Regions from separate parts of the Mus musculus genome. Here region 2 is linked to region 1. Evidence: chromatin contacts called from public HiCAR-type data. All regions are on one chromosome and are shown on one strand. The core of a region is the stretch at or near the end of the contact, and the rest is flanking DNA. Distances in the headings are between cores, read along the strand shown.

Region 1 (2,909 bases), core at 248-2,747:
AGGACTGTACAACTTCCATTCAGATACTGAACTGTTCTGTGTAAGGGAGATGCCTATCTATAGAGTTTTGTATCCATGAGCATGTTCTGGAAGCAGTTCTCTGTATTAAAAGAAAACTGTATTATACAATGGTACTTGTAGACAGAAATAGTGAGAGCATTTCACTCTATCAGGAACCATCAAGATAGCACAATGTCTACTTCCTAGGATGTACAAGTGCGTGCACATCATTTAAAGTATCAAAATTAATCATCACTAAACTGTTGGCAGAACATTTCAGTTCTCTTTACTGTATGAGCACTCTATGAACAGTACTTACCTTGACCTACTAATGAGCAAATCTGGGCTGCTATGAAGAGGAATTGGAAAGGACCTTGGCTCTCGCTTTCTATCTACACCATCACCTTTGGTGGCAGAGGTCAACGAACACAGGGAAGGAGTATGAATAATGAAGCCTGTGATAGGGTTTCTCCCATTCTAGTTTCTTTGAGTGTCATCACCAATTCTGTATAGGGAAAACAAGTTCTGATTTGGATAGAAAATCTGGCCCCTTGGGACTGTTCAGTCATAGACATAGCAAACAAACTTGCTTATAGTTGGTTTGAGGGCTTATGGGTCTATCAGAGTCCTAGGCCCATGAGATCTCCCCCAAAGTCATATATATTCAAATAAATATCCAAAAATAGAAGTCAAGAAAGGCTTGTGCTTGTGGCTATCTCCTCGGTTAATATACATTTTGTGTTTCCATTGGACTTCAGATATAAAATGCAATGATAAAAACAAAATCCTAAGCACTACTAAAATTTTCAATTTTGAGATGGCAATAATACAGTAGTAAACCAAGCAGGAAAGCTTCTTCAGCATGGAGCCCATGACACAGCACTGGCCACACCCTTGTAAAGTTGGCCTTGGCCAGGACCCATCCTTGTGAGCCAAGCTCAGCATGACTACTCTACTACACTGTAATAACTCCCCTTAAACACAAGACACCATAACTTTAAACCTTTCAGACTTTACTCTGCATATCCTTCTTGTAGTGAACACTTTTAAAATGTGTCCACAAATTATTTAATACGCTTCTGTTTAAGAGATGGAGATTAAGCCTGGGTTTCAGGTCTAGCTCTTGGACTCAGTCCCAGCTACAGAGCCAGCTGAAAGAGATGGAGTTTAGCTGTCTTCCTAGCAATGAACTGTATGTAGTGATGACTTACTCCTAGTAAATAGAATGGGGTAAAATGGTAGGGAGTGATCTGTGAAACCCCCTGAATCGTCTGTTCTCTTGCTCTTGGATCACTTCTCTGATGATAACTTGCTGCTGTGCCAGGAGAAGATAAAATACAGATGCTTTATAGAGCAGAGCAATGGGAGCTCTTGCATTGGGGTCAAAAGGCAACATGAATGAGCAATCTTGCAAACTGGTCCTTAGAGACACTGTAGTTCATACAAATCCAAACTGCAGCTTCATGGGAGACCTTGAGCCACAGACTCCCAGTTAAGCTGCTCTTGCATTCCTGAGTCAGACATTCTGACCAAGAATTTGTTGTTTTAAGCCTCTAACCTTGGGGGTAGTTGGTTATGCAGCAAGAGATGACTACCAATATTTTCAAGTAAGCCTATAATCTTGACACAATTAAAAACAATCTAAAGAAATACCAAGGAGTTTTCCTGGTCATGCTGGGCATCTACAAAGATATTGAAATGTGAAGGAAAATAAACAGAATATGCTTAATTTTTGTAGACATTTTATTTCTTGCAGGTACATACAAAAGGACCAGAAATCATTTCATTGCCTTGATGACTGGAGTAAGAAGCAGTATCCACATCCACCCTTGGGTACAAAGCAGAGAAGTTGCTAATTTGAATGGTTGCCATAGCAGCAAGTGATGCAGGAGCGCTGCAGAGGTATTTTAGTAGACCTGTTCCACCTTTACATCTATCCAAGTGTCTTCAAATTAGCTTAACTTCCTGGGATCACCCCTTGGAGACCTTAATGAGACCAATGGACTAAAACCATGGAAGTGAGTAGGTGTGAGATGTTATGGGGACATGTTTTGCCAGGAAGTGGGATTACTGTTCCTTACAATTGGATGAAGCCCAGGTTTCCTACCTGATCTCACATCTGTTATGGCAATCTGGCCAGTCACAGGCTGAGTGCCTTAGGATTGTCCAGTCTCTAATGAAAATGTGAATTTTTTCTTTTTGTTCACAAGACTATTTCTTTCATAGTGATGAACATACCTCAAGTTGGTCTTGTTTACAGGAATCAAGCTAAAACTCCTTGAAGCTGGGTATTCATTAGTTGACAGAAAAGTAGAGATCTATGTAAAACTGGCATTACCAATATATAGTCAAACAAACTTTGGTAGAATGGACATGTTTTTCTTGACATGGAGTCATTTCTATCCATGAGTGTTGTATACCATTTTGTTCAAGCCAACTTTTGCATCTTTAAGATACATTTTGATGTTTTTCTCATAGAGTCTTTGCTTTTTCATATCCTCATTAACTATAGTTTTCTTGGGTCCTCTGTCATGTCTTTTTGTCATTGTCATCTTCTGGATGGCTCTTCTGTGGGCTGATTTTATACTGTGATCACTATTAGAGATTGGGTTTCCTTTGTCATTAGTTCCAAGGCATTACACAGGTAAGATCATTTAACAGGTTTGCTTTTCTATCTAATTTTCTAAGTAAGGGCTTGAATCTATTTCTCTTGTAATTGTAGTAGTTTATACTTCAAGAAGTACAAAGAGGACTAGTAAGAAACAGTGAATGCCTTTGCTTTCTTTTTGACATTAGCAGAAATTTCTCAGTGTTTTCTTCACTAACTATGATACTTGGTTTAGGGATGTATAATTTATTTTATTATGTTAAATTAATCACAAATTCATATTTTACACTTTAAGAAAAAG
Region 2 (2,909 bases), core at 108-2,607, 230 kb after region 1:
ATTAGGTTTAGTCCCTGAACCTCAAAGTTTGTTTGTTCGTTTGTTCTTAAAACAAACGAACAAACAAACAAACAAACAAACAAACTGGGTCAGAAGACTAAGCCTTCTTTCATCCAGAAATACCCATCCCATCTCCCTCATTCCAAACAGCAGCTATAAGAATGGACTTGTCTTGAGAAAGGCAGGGGAAATTCTGAGCTACCTACTGTAAAAGAAGGGCCACCAATGATGTCTCTCAAAGGTGAGTCATTCTTTTTTGCATGAGAGCTGGAACCATGGTAGTAGACCAAGAAGAAAGTAGGAAATACAGTGAGAGGGGAGAGATTTTGGAGGTGACTCAGTGTCTACTGAGCAAAATGAGGGCTGAGATCACATCCCATTAAATACAGACAGAGAGAAGAGCACTTAAAACTCCAGAACTGGAGAGAAGTAGAAAGACTCTCTGGGGCTCACAGGAAAGTGGTATCACTAATTCCATAAGATCCAGATTCATTGAGAGACCCTGTCACAAAAAAATAAGATGAAAGGTAATGGAGGAAGACATACAATGTCCACCAGTGAGCTATACACACATACACACCATGTTTTATACTCAAATGAACATGTGTATACATCATTTAAACATGCAAAGAAATATATGCACCCCAAAATATTTCTCTAGTTTTCTTCCCTCCAAATGGATAAACTGAATATTCTTCCTTTTATACGGAAGTGAAAAAGCATAATAGTGGATATTATCTACAAATACCAATATGTTTCCTTACCATTCCTATGTACAACTATCTCACAAAAGCAGCAAGTCCTTTAGTTCCTAAAAGGAGCTGATTTGCCATGCCTCTTTCTTACACTCCTTAGTACCCTCTTATAACCAAGAGAATCATGAATAATGGATAAAAGTACCCCAGCCCTGTGGCTGAACACTCAAATTTCTTTGAGAATCTCTGTCCCCAAGTCACCAATCAAAATTAAAATATTAACCCACTATGTCATGCCATTTATCGTAGTCTTCCTTATGTGTTCCAAACAAGAGCAAGTCCTCTTAAGTAGAAAAAGAAGTAAAATGAGGAGGTAAGAGAAGACTCTCTGGGATCACTGAGGATCATTACCATCACTGAGCTGAGAGTTCTATCCATGGATGGTGATGCAAGCTCCAGAGATACCACATCTGCCTTCTCTCTGGCATTTCCAACAGGATGCTCTCAGCATATGATCTGTCTTTGCATCCCCTTGGGAAAGTTGGATCATGAGCGTTTGGAGTCATTTTATGTTTAATAAATGGGCTTAACTGATACTCCTGAGGTCAACCAGAAGGATGGCTGGATTTAATTATGCTGGAAAGACAGTAACCAGAAACATCTTACATGGCTCAGATGGAAAGCAACAGGGAGAAAAAAAAAATGCAGGATTTGGTGTTTCTTAGTCATTGTCCCAGGGGTGAGGGGCTGAAGCCATGTTAGGGCCCCAGTGGACCAAAAGAAAAAAATCACAATTCCTGAGCCAGATAGTATCCAAAGACAATTATAGCTCTAGCTCTAATTCTTTACCAGGAAGGCTTTGGGGTAAAACATCCTTTCACCTGTGTCTGCTTCAGGAAAACATTCTTTCACATGTCTGTTTCAGTGAGACATCCTTTCATCTGTGTCTGCTACAGCAAAACATCATTTGGCATAACTAACTTCCCCAAAAAACTAGAAGTTTCCACTCCAAGTGAGTTTTCCCTCTTTCTTTGCAATATGTGTGGTCAAAGGGCTAGTTTCTTGCGGATGGAAAACACTCATACGTGAGATTCCAGAGGAGATAAATGATGTGATTCCTCAGCCTAGTCGTCATCTCGCTCTCCACCTGCTGTCTTAAGCACAGGTGGTACCATCTTGGATGCAACAACAAGGGCCACATCCCAGGGATGGTCTAGTGATTAACTTTCAAGTCTTGGTTACCAAGAATATTTTTTAAAATTTTCATTATTCTAGAATACATTTATCTTTTTGACATTTTATTATTTTTTTAGGCTCACATACAAAGTAATGGGTTTCATCACAGCATCTTAATATCTGTGTCATTGTACATTGTTCTCACTCATTCTCCTCCTCAATGCCTCCCTCTTGGTCCTCCTATGGTCAGTTCCCATTCTTTACCCAACCAGTCTCCCTTTCTGCTTTCCCATCAAATGGATTCCTTTACTTTCACTATTTCCCACTACCCTTAAGATTGCTTCCTCCTCTCTCATGAATCCCTTTATATTTTAATGACCTACAAAGATACATAAATATTCCCCATATGTGTACACACACACACACACACACACACACACACACAAACCCATAAGTAATTTTAAAGTTAGGCTCTGCTTATAAGAGAAAATATGCACTTTTTCTCTAACTTATTTCAATTTTGTTTAATACAATCATGTCCAGTTACATCCAGTTTTCTGAAAATGTGATTTCATTCTTCTTCATGCCTGTATAAAATTCCACTGTGTATTTAAACCACATTTTCTGTATTTATTTTTTTGTTTTGTTTGTTTATGGACATCTAGTATGGTTGCATTCTAAGGCTATTGCCAACAGGACAATAAACATGGACATGCAAGTATCTTTGTGGAATGTTGACATATAGACCTTCAGGTGTATATTCAAGTGATATAAGTGGGTCATATGGTTAATATATTTTAGGTAGTTTTTTGGGGGGTTAGGTGACTCATACAGATTCATATATCAGAATTTTTATACCAGTTCAAGAAACTCATCTTCAAACCCTAGGTTTTCCCTTTAAGCTTACTCCTATAGTGGGTAACTTGTAGATGTGCAACCATCTTTGCCTGCAAATGCAGAAACACACACATAGACAGACAGACAGACAGACACAGACACAGACACAGACACAGACACAGACACAGACACAGACACAGA

The links. HiCAR-type assays count read pairs that join an accessible place to other places.
Region 2: a HiCAR-type map of fibro-adipogenic progenitors shows a contact between it and region 1, with 3 times the contacts expected there. The contact joins two enhancer-like sites. A contact is called at or near these places in 1 of 484 Hi-C or Micro-C datasets (the HPC-7 cell line) and 2 of 115 datasets of contacts at active chromatin or transcription factors (fibro-adipogenic progenitors and trophoblast stem cells).

Annotation. Positions count from the first base shown.
Region 1 is chr1:73,343,379-73,346,287 of GRCm38.p6, forward strand. No RefSeq gene overlaps it. Among named protein-coding and RNA genes, the nearest start is that of Gm31344, 19 kb to the right of the region's middle. Within about 2 kb of position 1,498, at least 12 of the 459 cell types and tissues checked have an H3K27ac peak or open chromatin away from gene starts, as enhancers often do. A contact at or near this core is called in fibro-adipogenic progenitors, where this site is marked.
Region 2 is chr1:73,572,239-73,575,147 of GRCm38.p6, forward strand. No RefSeq gene overlaps it. Among named protein-coding and RNA genes, the nearest start is that of C530043A13Rik, 44 kb to the left of the region's middle. Within about 2 kb of position 1,358, at least 5 of the 459 cell types and tissues checked have an H3K27ac peak or open chromatin away from gene starts, as enhancers often do. A contact at or near this core is called in fibro-adipogenic progenitors, where this site is marked.